Linked DNA regions of Hordeum vulgare: regions 1 and 2 are each linked to region 3. The links are chromatin contacts, called in public Hi-C maps. All regions are on one chromosome and are shown on one strand. Each heading gives the region's core, a stretch centred on a gene start, on an enhancer-like site or on the middle of the called end of the contact. The rest is flanking DNA. Distances are from core to core; before and after follow the strand shown.

The links. Hi-C and Micro-C count contacts between places; a contact is called where the count stands out from the background.
Region 1: a Hi-C map of seedling shows a contact between it and region 3, with 2.2 times the contacts expected there. The contact joins the promoter of LOC123440323 here to the promoter of LOC123440335 in region 3. A contact is called at or near these places in 2 of 6 Hi-C or Micro-C datasets (leaf and seedling).
Region 2: a Hi-C map of seedling shows a contact between it and region 3, with 2.7 times the contacts expected there. The contact joins the promoter of LOC123440345 here to the promoter of LOC123440335 in region 3. A contact is called at or near these places in 1 of 6 Hi-C or Micro-C datasets (seedling) and 1 of 1 datasets of contacts at active chromatin or transcription factors (embryo).

The regions. Positions count from the first base shown.
Region 1 is chr1H:398,462,710-398,465,870 of MorexV3_pseudomolecules_assembly, reverse strand. It overlaps LOC123440323 (lipase-like), which reads right to left and starts at 1,829. Exons shown (of 10, transcript XM_045116900.1): 1 at 1,507-1,829; 2 at 1,027-1,100; 3 at 833-898; 4 at 659-706; 5 at 508-575; 6 at 210-282; 7 at 1-131. The coding sequence starts at 1,573. It overlaps LOC123440314, which reads left to right and starts at 2,176. Exons shown (of 4, transcript XM_045116891.1): 1 at 2,176-2,324; 2 at 2,398-2,547. The coding sequence starts at 2,238.
Region 2 is chr1H:398,814,049-398,817,287 of MorexV3_pseudomolecules_assembly, reverse strand. LOC123440345 (succinate dehydrogenase subunit 4, mitochondrial-like) reads right to left here and starts at 1,702. Exons shown (of 3, transcript XM_045116920.1): 1 at 1,463-1,702; 2 at 95-196; 3 at 1-4. The coding sequence starts at 1,630.
Region 3 is chr1H:398,684,913-398,688,229 of MorexV3_pseudomolecules_assembly, reverse strand. It overlaps LOC123440335 (receptor-like cytoplasmic kinase 185), which reads left to right and starts at 1,817. Exons shown (of 5, transcript XM_045116910.1): 1 at 1,817-2,235. The coding sequence starts at 2,127.

The sequences.
Region 1 (3,161 bases), core at 580-3,079, 220 kb after region 3:
GCCCCTCCCATGGAATGTCCTGTCACCATGATGGGAATATTGCCATATGCTTCCCTGGTCTTCTGGATGCCATTGATGACTCCATCACGCAATGTTGTATTATGATATGCAGAATAAAACCCACTGTGCACCTATAAACAGACAGATCACCAACATTAATACGGTTCATGAACCAGCATTTTCATCATAAATACTTTAGCCATGCTGACCTTTGCTTCACTCATGCCTGGATAGTCAAAATCAAGTTGTTTCCAAAATAAGTCCTCAATCCAATTCTGGATGCTGAGAGAATGGAGGAGAAACATTATTTACATAAAAATAACAGGATGTAAACTATGTCAAATTTGTCTGATTGAGCAAGACTTCAGGTATCAATTTAAGATACCTCACATATTAGAAATTATCCATTTTTCCTGATGTTGAATAATAATATGCTTATTGAATAAGTAACTTGCAAAGCAGCCTTTATAAGTAACTACTAATAAGGAAGGGATATAGAAGAAGAACCTGTTCTCCTGAGTCCCTCTGAATGCAACTACAACAGCATTCATGTCACTTGCAAAACCGACATATGCCTGGTTCATCAAAACTATCAACATCGATGTAGAAGAAGAGTATATTCAGGGTAAAAAGAAAGATCATGGATAGAGGGAATAACCTCCAAGCAATTTTTCACATCAATGATCAGCTCGATAACCTCGAACCCCTGCGTCATCAAACAAACCTATCAGTCAAGCACACCAAGCTACATATGAACAATGAAAAATCTCAAACAAAACCATCTTCTTGCCCTTTCTTTCAAACCTAGTGCATAAGAGGCGAGGAAGAATACCTCTGTTAAGTCAACGCATTTTTCACAGGTCCAGGAGAATAATTGTGACAGGTCATTAGTATACACCTGTAAAAAACAGCACCAATGTTCAAACCAGTTACTATTGGATAAATATTGCACTAGAAATCCTATGTATTCACCGTAAGCAAATCCGAATTGGATGATGAAGAAGACAAGGCGACAGGCAAACTTACTGCTGAAGTATACTCTGCAAGCGTCTTGGCGAGAGTGGAATTATATGCTGGCGCCTGTCTTTTGCTCTTAAGTTCTGAACGAAGAAAACAGGACCAACATGAGAATACAATGACCCACTGAGTAATCGATCATGACACAGAATAAAACCGAGTAGCTAGGCTAAGAGTCACTGCAGAGCATGACAAGGTATGCATAAAAGCATATAAAAAGTTTGAAGTTTGTGCACATAACAGGAGTCAAAGTATGAAACAACATGCCGTGAACTTGTGAACAAACAACGGCTGGTAGATAATGGTGTTCTAGGTCCTAATTCGGTTGTTCTAGTAAAAAACAGTTCCTAATCGATTCCTGAACATAGGCACGACATTGCCGTGAACCCGAGGCAAAAGCTTCACCGGCAACAAGGGTCTCCGACATCCGGCTGCAACCAGTCGGATCACGGTATTTTCCGAAGGCGAGAGAAAAGCGAGCAGCCGTACCTCTCCCAGAGCAAAGCAGCAGCAAGGACATTAGAACCGCGGCCTGCAGCCACCGCCGCCGCTCCATCCCCTCGAACCGAATCCACCAACACACCGAGCCGGAGCGGAGCAAACTCCGCCCCCCGGACCAGATTCGGTGTGCGCGCTCCTCGCCGGCGGGAGAAACCTTGGCCGGATCGAGCGAGGGGACAATCGATCAATGATTAGGGAGGGTCAGCGAGGGGGAGCGCGCCGAGTCGGGCCTCCGATAGAGAAATATTCGAGGTTGGAGAAGTGCAGGGCAAGCGAAACCTTTTTTTTTTTTTTAGGGTGGGCAAGCGAAACTTTCGAAAGAAAATATACGCAAGTACTCGTGTATATATGGTACAAAGTTGAAGGGGGGTGGTAAAATAAAATAACCCGCGGACACTAATAAACCAGTCGGATCACGGTAACACGGCACGTTTTAAAAAAAGTTGATTGATTATTAGCGCTGGTGGCGTGCTGGTCCACCTCGGTCGCCGTCAGGAATTAATAAGGAGGGGGAGAGGTGTGGCGCGAGACGGATCGGCCACAGAGAATCCCGGGGGTACGCGTGCGATCCAGGCTCTCCTTCCACGTGGCCCTGACGTGGACCGATCGCGCGGCCGCAAAAGATCCGAGTCCTGCCGCTTCCCTTCCCCGACACAAAGCAGCTACGTAAGCTTGACACTCCATTCCAGAATCAGGGGGCAGAGGGGAGGGGAATCGGAATGGAGCTCTCGCCGTCTCCGTCGCCGGAGGGGAGGTGGGACGATCTCCCCGACGACATAGCCATCGCCGTCGCCTCCCGCCTCCAGGTGCGCCTCTCTCTCATCTTTCTCTCTGTATACGTAGCTCGCTCGCTCGTTGACTGGCTCGAGCCGTGCTCAGGAGGCCGACGTGTGCGCTCTCGGCGGATGCTCCCGGTCCTGGCGCCGCGCCTGCGACGCAAACTTCGTGTGGGAGGGCCTCTTCCGCCGCCGCTGGCCGGCCACCGCGGCCGCCATGGCGGCCGGAGGGGCAGGGGCTTCCCGCGCGCAGGTGGGTACAGACTGCAGAGACCAGAATACAGCTCTCCTGTCCATTCCCCCAACTTATTTTTCTCTTGGATTCACAGTTCATGTGGCCTGTGCCCTCGATTGAACGACTATACTAGTTCATACAAGTAACAAATCTGATGTAGCTCTGGGCACTTGGTACTGCTTTCACTTGATTATTGCTTATACAAGTTCAGTCTAATCCTTATTCAGGGCTTTCAGACCCTGCAGCGTTGTTTGCTAGGCTACTAAGTCGGTGTGTCATGTTAGATTCTGTGCAGAAACTTATGTGAGGCTAATTTCACTGTCGTACGTCAACTAGGAGTTATTTTGTCGCAATGTCATACTAGGACAATTCATGAGTTTCTTACTAAAATACGTCTTTGCTTTTTTGGAGGAAAGACGCACTTGAATTTGGGTTATAGTTCAGTCTAAGGTCCAATTTTTGTGTAGAGCCAATAGGCATTCTCTTAGCCGGAATATTATACGGAACTGTTTAAAATGTCTCAGGTCAGTTTAAAATGCAGTGTTCTTCATAGGCTTTTTTTTAAGAAAAGGAGGATTACCCCCAGCCTCTTGCATCTGGAAGATGCATGCAGCCATTTCATTGATTATTAG
Region 2 (3,239 bases), core at 453-2,952, 130 kb before region 3:
AGACCTATCAGAACTGGAAACATCAGATTCATGGACATCTAGCATAGAGTGGCATCATTAGTGGAAAACAAGCACTGGTTGGATTGTGACAAACCTGTGCATTCTGCATAGCAGATCCATTGGATGCTACAGTAGAAAACCAACGCGGTAAAAACTGTGTGCCGCTGAGGTGTGATGTCGGCTCAAGTCCCAGAACCTACACACATGTACATAGGCACAAGATCCAAGCAAACTAAATCACAACAGACTTTGCATTTTTTGAACAAAAGAAAGATGCTTATAAAAGAAACCACTAAGAACAGCAAGTTCATAATTTTAAATAAGCCTGATTTTTAAAAAGAAAAAGTATGGGTCGCATTAATCAAGCCAGCAAACAAAATTACCTCGTTACAGAATTTTCTGTTTGTTTCCGGTACCATAATGAGATACAGAGTGGAGCTACACAGAGTTTTCTGTCATTTTTATATAAAAAAATAATCCGAAAAGCTTCAATCGCTACTTATAGATCAACACACGGTCAACTGAGAGAAAGAGCATATCCAGAACCAGGAACAATTTTGGGGGTATTATTCAGACAAAGGAAATTTTCGAGATCAAATCCAAGTCTGGATTAAGAGTAATGGTAGAGCTATGGAGTACTAATTACGTATTTAATGGACTAACTAACGTAGAGAATTAGGATGCGAGATAGGGGGTGGGGGAGCACTCCACTGAAATTCAGGGGGCAGTCTCTTTAGCATATTCATGGCTAAAATCACCTAGGCTATGATCAACTGATGTCAGCCAACTAATTGACCTACTTCTCTTTAGCCAATAAAATATGAAATGAACTTTAGCTAATGGGAAATCTTGGCATCGCTAGGCAGAAGATTTCTTGATTGTGGCACATAGAAATTGAATGTTGACATTTAAAGCGTAATCAGCTTGTATTGGAAGCATATTGCATCAGAGTCACTCTAGCAATTAGCTGATATTGTGTGGTAGCATGCTCGACTCGTTAGGGACGGCACCTGGAGATTCCAGGTATGACTGCCATAGTGCCATTGTTGTTCCTCGTACATTAATTGCATCCAGAGAGACCTCTAACATCAACCAGGTACCATGCCAGGCTCGCAAATCAAAGCCCTGAGATGTTGTTTTTTTAATCTACCCTTCCGCAGGTCTACCGCTACCCTGACCACGATAGATTCGAAAAAAGACAGCCACACACACTGATACGATATATTAATTGGTACATAGCACAGTTCCAATCTGCCAAAACAATTATCCATCTTTCACGCTGAACGAGACGAGATCCAATGGCACGGGCAGTATTCAGATGAGATACTACTCGTATATTATTAGAACCAAATATCCACACGGCAGAGCATCAGAACAAAGACACGGAACGGGGCATAAAGCACGCATTCAAGTATACCACGACAACGCGCTAATGTGGGGCAGAAAGGGTGGATGGACGAACCTTGCCGAGACCAGGAGGGGATCCAGTCGCCGGGGACGAGGCGGCAGCGGCGGGGTAGCGCGGGAGGGAGGAGAGCGCGCGGGATCCGGCTAGGGGCGCCGGCGCCGCATCCGAGCGGGAGAGGGCGAGGGCGAGGGTTTTGGATCGGGCGAGGAATCGCGACGCCATGGCGATGTCTCGCGTCGGCTACCCTGTGTCCCTGTTCGCTGCCGTGTGATCGCCAGGACGGGAGGGAACGAGAGAGTGGGGCTCGTGTTGGGCCCCCACGGGATTAAGTACGTACTGCTGATTTGGCCCGGGCTCTGGTCGATTCTGGCTGGCATGGGCTTCGGAATGCAAGCTCGAAGATGAATGGGCCTACTCAGACATCTGCTATGGAAGTTTTCAAACGTCCATTTCGTATTCAAACTGTCCATCCAAAAAATTCAAATTACACACATATATATGGATCATGATAAGGATGCATGATGTCACTCACAATTGTACAAACCAAAAATGCAAAAGAGAGCGTAGGCAACATCCAAGAAGCAAACTAACATACATTCAAGTAATTGGTTGGCGTGAAGCCTTATGTGAGTATGTGTTTCCCACGTAAGAAGTTATCTCATGATTGTATGTATTTTTTATTGTTTTTCGCATGATTTTTTGGCTTAAATTTTTGCAATCACGTGTGATACTATCTAGTACGTTAAAGACGCGTGCACCCACGACCATCCATGGACGTGTGATGGATATGTGACCGCACATGGCATCCAAATTCCAAGCCCTTTCGGTTTTGGACTAATATATTGTATATTTTTATTTTGGGTTCTTTTTTCTCATTTAACACAAAATTATGCCTGGTCAGCTAGCCCCTGGCTCTCCCGAACTGGGTCTCCTCCTCAATCTTTCAAACTAAGCCTTTTCAGAGTTTCGGTCTACACAGGTTGCCGATCCATCGATCTACTAGGGTGTCGCCGTCGGGAGACGAAGGCTAGCTGCGTTGCCTTATTTGATCCCTCTGTTTCTTGTCTAGAGATGCAGCCCGCAGCTTTTCCCACACAGAGAATTGGTTGGATTTTGTTGGTTATTGGGCGTTCGACAAGTCATAAATCACAATGCACAAGCAGAAAAACCGGGTGGCCAAGGCCCTGGTGATGGCATCACCGATTTGTCCACCAGGTTTGCTCAAACTAAATCCTTGTTTAATTTAGACTATTTTATTCTATTGAATAACTTTATTAGTGGGTTTGTTGTGTGCATATGCATCAGTCCATCAATCAAATTGTTAAAGGACGATATGTAGTATGCTAGTTGATCAAGTTGTCACACACCAAGATTTCCAAAAGATAGTTGTTCGTGCGAAATTCATCAGCAATTTTTATTTTATTTCTTGATAAGCCTATAATTTCGGTAGTGTTTGAAAACATTCATATTTGCGGAAACTGATGCATATGATGGCTTAAAATGAATTTAGAGGGAAGGTGGCTTGAAAGTGCTAGTTATCGACTAGAGCGGGGTGAATAGACGATTTTTATGAAAAGTTTCAAAATAGTGAATATCTTCGAAGTGAGCGGAAGCGAATCAGGATCAGATAGGGATAACAGTCAAGGATCTAGGCATAGCATGAAGTGAGATGAAGGCATTCACACGTGTATAGCATAGTCATCATACAAACAGAAGTGTATCAAAGATAAACTAGAGTAGTACGAAGACAAATGCAAATCAAATGAATGTATTCCATGAATATATTCACACAAGAGCAATCAAGTAACAAGTAAGGAGTGGAAAGATAGAA
Region 3 (3,317 bases), core at 568-3,067:
GTTGGCTCTAAGAGGCCTTTGAACATGCCCGGAGAAGGTGCTTGAAGCACATGTATGGGTTCCTCCTCTTCCTTTTTCAGATCACGAGGGAGGAGGTGCGATGAGTTTCCCCCATCGGTTGATCCGACGATGGGGAATTTTTGCGCAGAATATACGCTGTTCAGGTTTTGGTCATAGATTGACGCCTCCATTGTTCCGAGCCGATCACATAGCGGACCTGTATTGGCCACCAATGTCGGTACTAAAGTCGGCTGATCTCGGGTAGGGGGTCCCGAGGTGTGGATCTGGGAACAATGGTAACATGAGACTTAGGGAGACGATGTTTACCCAGATTCGGGCCCTCTCGAAGAGTTAAAACCCTATGTCCTGCTTTGATTGTATTGATGATGGGGTATCGAGTACAAGATGATGATCTACCTCGAGATCGTTTGTGTAAGCTCTAAACTCTAAAGTGAGTAATTGTCCCCTGTAGGACCAAACCCCCAAACTTATGTAGATTCCCGGGGTACCTAGGTTACATGCTAGGTTTGTTACTGATATGCCGAATACAAAACTATCCTTGGAGTGTACATCAAGTCTTCGGCAGTTTCCATCTTATGCACGAGCAAGTCTTGATACTTCAACCGTCCTTTACGTGGTAGCTCGAGAGACCCTAGTTTGGCCCGTGTGGGCTAAACACCTCGGGCTGGTACCCCCCCTAGTCCGGGACACCCTTAGTGGTGCATCTTCTCCGACTCCGGCAACAACGACACCGACCCCAACCCAATGGACGGTGGGATGACAAGGCAAGATTGGCTCGACCTTGCCAATGGCAACGATGACGATGCTGAAGACTAGTTTAGTTTTAAGTTTATGTTTATGCTTAGTTTTAGTTTTAAGTTTAATTTTAGTTTAAATTTTGGTTGTCAAGACGATATTTTCAATTTTGGCTGTTTAAATCAGAAATAGGTTGAACTTTTATGTAAATTTAACTTTTACTCCGTTAAATATAGGGGATCGATTAGGTCTGGTCAAATATTAGTGGAATACAAATATTTTATCAATGGTTTACTTGGTTATATATAGGGGATCGGTTAGAGTTGTACTTCCTCCGTTCCTAAATACTCAATATGTTTCTAAATATAAGTCTTTTTAAAGATTTCACTAAAAGACTACATACAAAGCAAAATGAGTAAATATACATTCTAAATTATGTCTATATACATCTGTATGTAGTCTTTTAGTGAAACATCTAAAAAGACTTATATTTAAGAACGAAGAAAGTATTTGTTATTGAGGACAATAAATATTATGGTACAGAAGGAGTATGCTATACTACTTAACAACAACATAAAAACCAGATGCCATTTTAAATGCCGAACGAATTATTACCAGGTTAGCAAAATCAAAACTTCCAACGGTGGCTGGGTTTCAGATAACGTGTGAGATGGGAATGGGGCGAGTGTATGTGGAGACGGATGCTCTTTTGCTGAAGGAGGCCCTGGATGAAGACGGGACTGACCTTTCTTGTATTGGCATGGTGGTTGATCAACTGAAGGAATTCATTCGCTGTAATTTTATTGAATGTAGGTTTGTTTATTGTCCTAGAATTTGCAATCAGGTTGCTCATACTTTTGCTGCATGAGGTGTACTGATGGTCGGAGAGTCTGTCCGGACTCGATCCGTATGTATCCGGTTTAGTGGCGAGCGATTTGTCTTTGCTTCCTGTTTAATGCAATGCATTGATTCTCGAAAAATAAATAAATTAAAACTTGCGGATGAAAAAGAACCAGCGATTCAAATTTGCAAGTCGGGGAGGGACGGTGCATTCCACAGAGTTACTCTCTCTCCCTCTCCTCACTCCTCAGTCGGCCATGAGCTGACTTTTGCCCTCGGACCTCGGTCATCCTGTTCTCTCTCCTCGCTTTCTCTCTCTTGCCCGTTCTCCCAATAGTTCTGTCCCTGTCCCTCCCCCCAAATTCCCCGACCCACCGCTCCCAAATCCCATCCAAATCCCTCCACATCCTCCAAAGATCGGATTTTCGGAGTGCCTCCGCCCCCAGATCGGGGAGGGATCCCCGTTTCCTCTGGTGGGTCGGTCCCCGCCGTCCTTTTCTTGATCTTTTTCCTGGAGGGGAGGTTCTTGGATGGGGTGCCTGCCGTGCTTCGGGTCGAGCAGCAAGGGGGAGCCCGTCAAGAAGGGAACCGCGCAGAAGGACGTTCCGTCGGATCGCCGCGCCACCGGGGTCGGATCAGGTGTGGTTCTTGGGCGGAAGGCTGGATCTTGGGCTGGTTTATTTTTTGGGAAATGGTCCTTAATTTTCTCCGGTTTAATCAGCTGATGCTCACAGTGTCAAGATTTGAGTGGATCAGACTAAGAAATGTGCCAACCTCCCTTGTCCCCAGAAATCTTTTTAACACGTATTCCATGTAGTGGAAGCTTCAGATAGAGAGCAACGTCGTGTAGTATTGGGGGGATTTGTGTTCATGTTAGTGTATTTGATGGCATGAATTATTGCGGTATCTCTTTGCCTTATTTGAGGACTCTTAAGAGTAATGTTTTTGGATCGGTTGTATAGGTTTATTGCTTCTGGAAACTTACAAAACATAGAAGTGATGCACTTTGACTATATGTTCATGGACTGATGTGTGGTTATTTTATGATGATTACAATTTCCGACTCGGTAGAGTGACAGAAGTGCCATATGCTGAGGATGTCTGAACGTGCCTGCCTTATAAACTGTCTGGCAGGACATCTGTTGAGACTTAAGTCGTTTAATTAGATTATTACTTGGAATCCCCTAGGGACTACAAAATAAAAAGGATGGATGACTGAGGTTTAGCTCCCTTTAGGAAGTGCCTTTTATGTTTATTTCGTATGGTTAAATGTTGAACTTTGAAAGGATTCTTTCTATTTGACTCATTCTCTTAATTCTGTTAACAAACAAATTGGACACCAATGTTTGTTTTGAAAAAAGGTAGATGGTCCTGGTACAACCTCCAAACTGTATCAAAGAAGTGATAGATGATACTCCCGCCGTCCCAAAATTTAAGACCATTTTTGACATTATCATAGTGTCAATAATGATCTTACATTTTGGGACGGAGGGAGTACTTATTTTCCTCTCACTATGATAAACTTACCACCAAAACTATCCAAGAAGTACTGGTTTGTGATGGCCCTGATTTCTAATGCATTTTGGGACACTTAGCTAAGTTCTTTTGTAGTTTTTCTGGCATAATTATGTCTTAACTATCGCAACATCCAGCTTTGCTTGCAAGCCTGTGATTTTTTTACTAGCTCCATTAATGACTGGATTAAATGGTATTACACACTT